2 separate regions of the Danio rerio genome follow, and region 2 is linked to region 1. The links are chromatin contacts, called in public Micro-C maps. All regions are on one chromosome and are shown on one strand. The core of a region is the stretch at or near the end of the contact, and the rest is flanking DNA. Distances in the headings are between cores, read along the strand shown.

What was found. Hi-C and Micro-C count contacts between places; a contact is called where the count stands out from the background.
Region 2: a contact with region 1 is called in a Micro-C map of caudal fin, with 4 times the contacts expected there. The contact joins the promoter of atp5f1d here to the enhancer-like site in region 1. A contact is called at or near these places in 2 of 18 Hi-C or Micro-C datasets (caudal fin and an unstated tissue).

What each region holds. Positions count from the first base shown.
Region 1 is chr22:18,142,786-18,147,661 of GRCz12tu, forward strand. The region is part of intron 2 of yjefn3 (YjeF N-terminal domain containing 3); the gene reads left to right. Among named protein-coding and RNA genes, the nearest start is that of cilp2, 18 kb to the right of the region's middle. Within about 2 kb of position 1,791, at least 22 of the 62 cell types and tissues checked have an H3K27ac peak or open chromatin away from gene starts, as enhancers often do. A contact at or near this core is called in caudal fin, where this site is marked.
Region 2 is chr22:18,480,849-18,486,094 of GRCz12tu, forward strand. atp5f1d (ATP synthase F1 subunit delta) reads right to left here and starts at 3,426. Exons shown (of 5, transcript NM_199968.1): 1 at 3,253-3,426; 2 at 1,234-1,387. The coding sequence starts at 3,366.

The DNA.
Region 1 (4,876 bases), core at 541-3,040:
TGACATAATGAAAACGTGACTAAGCCATTTGACTATCTTGTTCATAAACAATGATGTCAGGACTTTTCATTTTGATGACACTGACACTTTTGATTGACATGAATACTTGCTTTTGAGGAATGTACTATCCATTTTCAGCAAGTGACACGTTTTTGCAGGTTATCAGCTAGGTTTTGCAGTTTGTACTAATTGTTTTGAGAAACGCATTAACTGTTGTGCAGAAATGCACTAGTGTTGTGAGAAACGCACCAAAGCGACAGAAAAACTGTAATATAATAATAATAATAATAATAATAATAATAATAATACTTTTATTAGAGTACAAATACTTTTCTTCTCATGTTAATTCAACAATAATAATAATTATAATACTTTTTATTACAGTAAAAATAATTTTCTTCCCATGTTAATATAATAAAAATTATAATAATACTTTTATTAGAGTACAAATAAATTTCTTTCTATGTTAACAACACTAATAATAATATTACTTTTATGGTTTGTGGCAAGTATTGTTCACTATTAATAGCAAACAATACTTATGCCTGCCATGACTAAATGACTAAAACTTGTTACACCTAAAATAACTTAATTTATTACTGAAAACTGTCATAAATTAAGTTTGTCAAACTTAATTCATTTATTTAACTTCACTTAATCCACTTATTTAAAAATGAGTTGAAATGACCCAATTCTTAGGTTTTTTTATTTTTTGTAGACAAGCAAAGTTTTTTGTGACAACAAAAAGAATTGTGGAACCCAACGTCTACACTGTAAAAAATGTAGGGTTCCACACAATTCATTCATGTTGTCCCAACACAAATTGATTAAGTTAACGTAACACTTTTAACAAATTTATGTGGATTGAACATAAAAACATTACGTTGTCCCAATCAAATGTCAAGAATTGTGTTGTGTAGCTCATTTTAAATAAGTAGATTGAATAAGCAAAACATAAATAATTTTTTTGAGTGTATAATACGCCGGAGCATTCATCAACAAAGAGTTGAAAATACTGTATAACACTACTTTATGGTTCAAAATCACTAGTTTTTATAGTATTTTTTTATAGTATTTATAGTATTTTTATAGTTTTTTTTCCTGGTGGGTTGTGTTAAATTTAATTAAATTGCAAGATGTATGCCCCTAAACATCTTTAAAAATATAAAGACACTACATGTAAATTCATGTGAAATGTTGGGAAACTCTGAGGCATAAATAGGCTTTCACACAAAAGGTTTACAAAAAAAAGAGAAGCTTTTCAAGAGGGGATCATATTAAATCCCATCTTTACCCCCTGCCCCTCTAAAATCCCATTTTATCCTCCTGCTTAAAAACCCCTCATGACAAACCCAGCACGCCATCCCAGAAGGTGTTGAAAGTCTCCGTTCTGACTCGGGCTTGCAGTATGGCGGTCTCAGGACATCCTGAGGGCTCCGATAGAGTCAGGCCAACCCAAACCAGACTACTGCGGTCAGCGCTCCATCTGGATCCAGTCAGCCTGACAGGCAGCGCGGGGCTCCTCTTGACCTACCTGAGAGTTGCTTAAAGCCCCAAATTGCTTCCTGATTTGGCCCGTGTGAAGTTTTCTAGTGCTTTACAGACTTGGTTAGCGTCGACAAAACTTCCTGCGCTGTGACCTTTGTGAGGTCGCCATAAATTGTGGCTAGAGAAAACACAGTAGCCGGTAACTGCGAGAAGAGCATTACATCAGCACAGTTGTGTGTGTGGGGGGAATGTAATCTTGGTTGTATTTTACCACAATGTGATTTCACAACCAAACTATCCAGCGCAACGGACGCCAAAGTCAACGTCACCGTCTACATCGGGGGGGAAAAATGCTTTGGTGTTGCGCTACGTCAAGGCTGATGTCTGTGATCACTCCCTGCTTTGGATATCAGGAAGTTATTTTTATCACCGGGGGCTCATGAAACGCTCTTTGTGTTTCTAGAGAGAAAAAAAAGCAGAGACTGACATGAAACTGTCTGTGAGCTCACTGGCCTTTATTTCAACATGGTTACATGATAAAGCAGAATAAATAAAAAATGTGAGACCACTGTCTATAGAAATTTGCTAAGTATGACCAAATTAATATACTGAAATATCATATATTGGAATGTTTATAATGAAAATGACTGTTGACTGTTTTAGTTTAATTTTTGTTCGTTTTCATACTATCATTATCATAATTAATAGAAGTAAAACTAAAGTAAAACTAGTTTTAGTTTTAAAGAGCCCCTATTATGCATTATAAAAGGTCATATTTTAGGGGTCTTCAACAACAGGCTGATATGCATGCAAGGTCAAAAAACACTTTCATTGTCTCATAACAAGCATTTTTTTGTACCTAATTATAACAACGACTCCCATATGATCCATTCAGTGATTCATTTGTTCCCAAACCCCTCCTTAGTGGCAAGCTAATCTGTGCTGATTGGTTCGATGACCCAGTCTCTTGTGATTGGTCGACTGCGTTTAGCACAAGACAGAGAGAAATACCCACCATGGCTATGAAGTAGCACACAGAGTACGTGATAGCCCAACTCAGGAATGCAAAGAAGCAATGCATTTAAAAACTAGGATATACTCTATTCTTAACCCTAACCCCTAGTAATTAGAATGACACATGTACACAGTGGCAAAAGTTGAACAATTTTGAAAATTGACCATGTGTATAAACAGCTGATGGTGGCCATAGCAAAGGCAAACGGCAGAGGATTGCGAGTTCAGAAACGCATTTTAATCAGTAAAAGAATTAGCACGCATCACGTTTTTAACGTGGTTTTGGACGCAATATGTGAATAATCCCATGAAGGTTTAACCTGAGTGATTACTCGCGCGGAGCGACGACAAATAACACACACTTAAATAATATTTTGCTAACTACACAAAATGAGGCAACAATTTTGACACATGTTATGATCAGGAGGAAGAAGAAACTGGTCCAATATGAACTGTAACAGTAACTGACAAAGTCCCTTCCAAAATAGTCTCTGCTGCTCCTTCTTTTAATAGCAAACGGCCGACGAATCCCGCATTGCAGCGTAGGTTATTTTATCAAAAATCAGATGACAGGAATGACAGGAACAAAGACAGAACTAGGTTGACTGTGGTGTTGTTGTGAAAATGAACTTTAACCCTTTATTCCCCACAGCCAGATCTCCATCTGTCAGTGATCGTCATCTTTGCGTCATGATCAGTCCTGTAATCCCCAGCTCTCTGCTAGTGTTTAAAGGAAAAGGCGCGTTCATGTTTTACCGGCTCTGACACTACCGATATGGTGATGTACGGTATTGACATCGACGCGTTCAAGCAAAAGATCCGAACCCAACATGATTCATTTATTCGACTCTGAGTCAACTGTTTCGTTAAAGACTCAATAGTTTTAAACACGTTGCACTTTCAGATTTAACCCTCCACTGGATGTTTTCATTCACTTAGTGTTGTGTTACACACTGCATAGAAAGTAATTTTCAAAAACCCATAATAGGGGCTCTTTAATATTTAGGGGCTGGTGAAGACAATGTGCTTTAAAAACTTTGTTTTTTGCAAACTTTACTAAAACCTCTAAATACAGTCCAGAGTTGTTATTACTATATGATTTGGCTTTGATATGTCAAGTTATGCAACAGTTTCACATTTAAAGTCTATTTATATACAAATTTTACAGTGTTTATTTTGCTAGTACACATTGCTATTCTCTAGGTGAAGTTTATCCATACAATTTAATCCACTGAAAAAAATACATTGTTTTAATCTTGGTAATCAAAGTCTGACCATTTGCTTTCACCTTTAAAGTCAGTTTTACACTTGAGCCACAATATAGTTAATCACACTGCTCTTACTATTAGTTTGCTAAGAGTAAATGATACAGAAAATGAAAGCCCTGTCCCCTACTTAATATTTATTTTCAGTTTTATAACATTGACATATTGATTCACACAGATTTTATAAAAAGACAAGTTAAATGTGATCTGATCTGGACTTGGTAATATCAGTTCATCCTCGGTATGTCCTCATACAACTGCATTCTGACTCTTGTGTCCTTAAACTCAAGTCAGAATTCGACATCCATCATGCAACCTGAGTTCAAATCCCCCAGTTTAATTTAAATTTAAAAGGCATCGTCAGTTCACATCTGAATTAAACACAGCCCCGGTGTTAATGCGCGTCGGGTCGAGGCTAAAAATCTCCAAGAGTAATTAGCAAAGCGCCCCTCCAGAGAGCTCATTTGCTGGAAGCGCTCAGTGGCTCGAACAGGAGCAGATCAGAGCGCCGTCTCCAGAGTCCTGGCAGCAGTTGACATGATGGAGGATTCCAGCACAGCTGCAGCAGACCTGCAAAACAAATGAACTGAGCATCCACTTAACCACAGCGCCCAGGAACACTCTATTCCATGCCATTTTCCAGAGCAGAAGAAACAGACAGAATGGCTGTTATTTCACATTCAAACTCACGCGAACTTCATGTGAACTGACTGTCTGCTTTTCTCACATGATTCTGGACGTGAGTCAGAATACAGTGGACACAAATCGGAAGATTAGTGAGGTGCATCTATTGGATTTTGAGAAAAATAAACCTTCATAACTAGAAGTATTTGTGCATTTATGACAATTTATGAATTTGTTAGTTGAAATACCGGTGATATCTTTTGAAAGTCATTTGTCATTGTAACTGTCAAAAAATGTGGTTTGGAGTGTGAATCAATTTGGCAAGATTTCTCATTCATTTCAGTGAACAGGGTTTTACCTTTCGAAAATTCAGTCGTTCTCTGCTTGGGTCGATCTGTCTTACAACATTACATTTACATAAACTGTATGGGTTCTCTTAGTTCAGGGCCTCCCAAGTGTATCTGTCTGCGGACTGCAAGACAGGG
Region 2 (5,246 bases), core at 2,176-4,675, 340 kb after region 1:
AAATAGTTTAAAGGCCTTAAAGTATTAAGTCCAGTTGAATAAAGTAGCCTAATATACTTTAACATGTCATCCTGAAAAAATACTACACAACACTAAAAAGAGTTTATCACTTTCCCTTTGCTTTTTAATAGTTTTAATTGATTATGAAATATATTTTGATACATTAGTAATATAATCTAAATTTACTAAAGTTTTAGGTATTACATTTAAGGTGCCCGGCTGTAGCGCTAAATAAATGACAAAAACAGATGACTTGCAGAAGATACTAACAAATGTCCATCCTAGCTTTATAATGTACATAGAGCGCACGTGGACGCCACATGTAATTGTGACAGCGGAAAAAGTGCAGTCGCGCGCATTTTAAACTATTTCATAATCTTGCATAATTTTAGCGACTTCCTCATGCGCACACATTATAGGACTACACAATATCATTATGCTATACACAATAGGTAGGTCTAAATTTATATCCATGAATGACGTCAGGAATGATGCAGTTACTGCTCCTTGTGCACAATGATGAACACCGAAGAGGCAAATATTCAAACCTTTGATGACAAGAACCTCACGATGACCCACAAATCACCCCACAAATCATTAAATATTAAATAAAGTAATTAAAAATGTGTAAATAGTAATATTTATTCGTTCATTTTACTTTGGTAAATAAATACTTTGAAATAAAGTCTCCTTATTCATCAGGGGTCGCCAAAGGAGAATGAACCGCCAACTTATCCAGCACATGTTTTACACAGCGGATGCCCTACCAGCTACAACCCAGTACTGTGAAACATCCATACACACTCATTCACACACATACACTACGGACAATTTAGTTTATTCAACTAATCTATATCTTATTTTTTGTTAAATTAATCTAATTTATTTGAATAGCATTCTAATATCATATTTTGGAAATGAAATTGATTTAAAATACATTTCTGCAGCTTTAATTCAAATGCATGTTCATTTTTAAAAAGTCTTTGATATAAATAAAATTAATGTATTTATTTACATTAAGCTTTTATTACCTATGATTTGATTGAAAAGCAGATTGCCCAAATCAATATCATTCCACAGTATTACTACATTTTATCTCAAATTTGTCTGCTTTCGGAATTTCCTGAAATCTTTGAGGATAATAAAATGGAACCAGGAAACAGGACTACACTGTCAAGCACCTGACCACTGTGGCAAACTGCATACACGTGATTTACTGCAGGTAGAACTCACCAAAATACTTCTTAGAGGAACCATCGTCATTGAAGACGGTGACCACACCGGGCCGGAGCACCTGCAGTGTGGGGACGTGGGCTGGGAGGATACCAAAGGCGCCTGTCAGTGTTGGGACATCAATCTGTTTTACACTGGCTTCCTTGAAAAACACCTGCAGAAAGCAAACAAGCTTCAATGAATCAGATGAACAAAGTAAAAAAAAAACTAACCTAACCTTAACCCAATAAAACAAGTAGTTCAAAACAAGTTATTACACATATAAATATTAATGAATATTCCAACTTTACAGGGAATGTTACATGTTTTCAGTTAGCTGTAACTAATGATGAACTAATGACTAGCCAATGGTAAAGTCTGTTTGACAAGATACTGGGCTAATCGACACAGAAACAAGATTAAGGTAAAGCTGGTTTTATATTTGCACATTTGAACTGTAACTTCAAATTACTTTGTAATTTCAAAAAAGTAATCTTTGCAAATTCGAAGCAGTGAAATCATATTAGCTGCCAAAAACTGTCAAAGTACAACATCACAGTCAGTGAAAGAGTGCTAATGTTGTTTTAAAGGCATATATACATGCTATTTCAGACCAAACATTCAAAGTAGTGCACCACAAGTGCTTACTATTCTTAAGTGAGTAAATGAGTGAATATAAAACCAACTTTACCTCAACAGAAACAAGGTGCATGTTTACTTAAATGAATAATTCACCATAAAAATACAATTTTGTCATCAGTTACTCAGCCTTTAATTGTTTCAGACCTTATTTGGGCTTCTTTCTTGTTATAAACAGAAGATGATATTTTGAAGAATGCTGAAAACCTATAACCATTGGCTCTCATATTATCTGTTTTCCCTACTAAGAAGTCAAAGGTCGCAGGTTTTTAGTTTTGTTCAAAATATCTTCTTTAGTGTTCAACTGAAGAAAGAACTCAAAGATTTATTTTAGAACCACTTGAAGGAGAGTGAGCAGAGTAAATTTTCATTTTGGGCTTTAAAAAGTGTTTAAATTTTAGTTTATTTGATTTATATTTTTAGTGCATGCAGCTTTTAATTTACAGTTTATCATTTAAATCTATTGTAAGATTTTTGTAAGATCAATTTGACTCCAGAAATTTCTCTGATATTAAAGCTTGAGTTTTGTTAAACAATTATATTGAGCTTTTTAAAAGACTAAGATAACCCAAAAATGAATATTACGCCATCATTTACTTACCCTTGCTTTAAACCTATTTGCGTTTCTTCTTCTGAACACAAACATAAGATATTGTGAAGATTGTTGGAAACCTGTAACCACTCACTTCATAATATGTTTACCCTAGTATGGAAGTCAATAGATTACATGGTTTCAGATTTCTTGAAAATATCTTGTTCAAGAAAAAACTCAACGCTTTAATACCACTGGACAAAGAGTAAATGGCGATTAAATTAAACATTATTGGATGAATTATCTACTTAAAGTTAGACTAGCTAATGTTGCAAAGACAAAAGCTGTGAAACAGGCTTCTTGCTCAAACACCTTCATATCGATATAACAATAATTTCAGTGGTGAACAATTAAAAAAAATAAGTTAACTTAATTTATCAGGTGAAGCATTCAAAATTGTAATTTTCATCCTGAAACGCTTTGTATTAAAGTCAAGGTGACAGACGTGCTCTGAGCCGATGCTAACAGTCTGCTAAAGTCATTCAAACTTCTGTGCGTATTTTACAAACCTGAAATCCAAACAATCTAATTATTAAACTGAAATTACCATCCTATTATTTCTATCCATATATTGAAATCTCCATAAAGCGAAATGACAAAAACCACTTCACAACCTCTTCATTTAGTGACAAGTTTACCACATAGAACGTGCAACATGCACGCGCACAAACAAAACATACTACAGCTACAACAAACAGCAAACACATGGCAACCTGAACATATTAAGCGACATGAAATAATACAGAACACATCACAGCCGGTGTTCATGCTAATATTAGCATGTTAGCCGAGCGTGTAGGCCCGAGTACCTCTGTGGGTGATGCGAAAGTGAAGGACATCTGAGCGGAGGGCGCGTCGGCATAAGAGCGCGCGTGTCTGAGCGCGGGGGCCGCGCGACGGAGAAGAAACCTCGCTGCAAACATTTTCACCACGGAGAAGCAAACCGACCCTTACCGCACTGCAATGCACAAGACTCGGCTTCCCTGTCCACACAGACTGTCAGTCAGAGAGTGAGCGGCTGATAGGACAAGGGCATGGGCAACCTTTCCCGCCAGGCTTTGCGCGAGCTCTGGGCTGATGGGATATGTAGTTTTTAAACAAATATGTGGGAACGTAGTCTATGTGACCCTGGATCACAAATCATAAGCAGTGTTGGGGAAAGTTACTTCAGAAAGCAATGCATTACAATGTCGAGTTACTCCCCCAAAAAGTAAGTATTGGCGTAACTTAGTTACTTTTTTTGGAAAGTTACATTACTTTTGAGTAACTTTTTCATACCTGCCTGAGTCTTGATCTCTTTTACAACTTGCAGGGTATTTTTCTTTTCCTTGTTAATAGAGTTCTTCATTTATTGACACACTGTATAACCTACACCTTTATTTACATTAAAAAATAATTAAAACATTTTTTTGAATATCGTTACCTTCTGAGAACCTCCTGACACTATACATGCCATACATATTAATGAAAGTTGAAAGCAATGTGTTTGCTACTTTTTTATTTTTGTCTCATTAGTTCAGTATAATCACTGCCCATTGGCACTATCCCCTTTTCTTCCATTTGTTCAAAAGAATTAGAATTCTTCCATCACAGAAATGTAAGGCTCTGCCATTTTGGTGTCTGTCTGTTCCTGCAGGGAGCTCTTTCTCTCATTGAGTGTGTGATTCAACATGATAACACTCATTTTCATTCACCCAACCATTTTTAAAAATGTATTAATTATTCTATAAAGTGGGCTGCGCAGTAAGTAGTGCTGTCGCCTCACAGCAACAGGGTCGCTGGCTCAAGCCTTCGCAGGGCCGGTTGGCATTTCTAGGTGGAGTTTGCATGTTCTCCCTGCATTCGCGTGGGTTTCCTTCAGCTGCTCTAGTTTTAAAAGGATTGCATTACATTACTTGTTACTTGTTAATATTATTACGTAACTTGCGTTACTTGTAATGCATTACCCCCAGCACTGGTCATAAATTTACATTTTTGGAAACTGAATAAATATGCCTTTTACTGATGTATTGTTGGTAAGACAATATTTGGCAGAGATACGACTATATGAAAATCTGTAATCTGCAGGGTTCAAAAAGCCTACTGAAATGCTTTAAAGCTATCCAAGTTTATGGAAATGCATATGACTAATCGAAAATTAGTTTTTTTGATATATTTGCCGAAGGAAATGTACAAAATGTCTTCATTGATCAAGATCTGTATATGCACCCATAGAATAGAACAAACAGAATAAAATTAAATCAAAATACAGAAGACAATTTAAGGACATTGAATTACAGAAATAAATGTTTAGAGCACAACAAATTAAATAAATGAAGCTTTCAGATAAAAAACACAATTTCATTAGGTAGTAATTTATCTTAAATTGCATTAAAATACATTTTAAATGTGTCACTAATAACCTTTTCATTCACATTCAAGTTAAACACAAATCTAGGATTTCCCTGATGAAAATGTGCACTGTCAGATGGTCTTTTATATAAAGTTCCCTTTATGTATATTTTCCTGTTCCCATAGGAAAATGTATAACGCTAAACTGTAGTAATGTTTTTTCTTTCTTTTTACTTTGTAGTCCCAAATATTCATTCATTTTCTTTTTTCTTAGTCTCTTTATTAAGCTGGGTTCGTCACAGCGGAATAAACTACCAACTTATCCAGCATATGTTTTCCCATCACTGGGAAACATCTAGACACACTGATCGACTCACATACACTACGGACAATTTAGCTTACTCAATTCACCCATACTGCATGTCTTTAGACTGTGGGGGAAACCGGAGCACCTGGAGGAAACCCACACGAA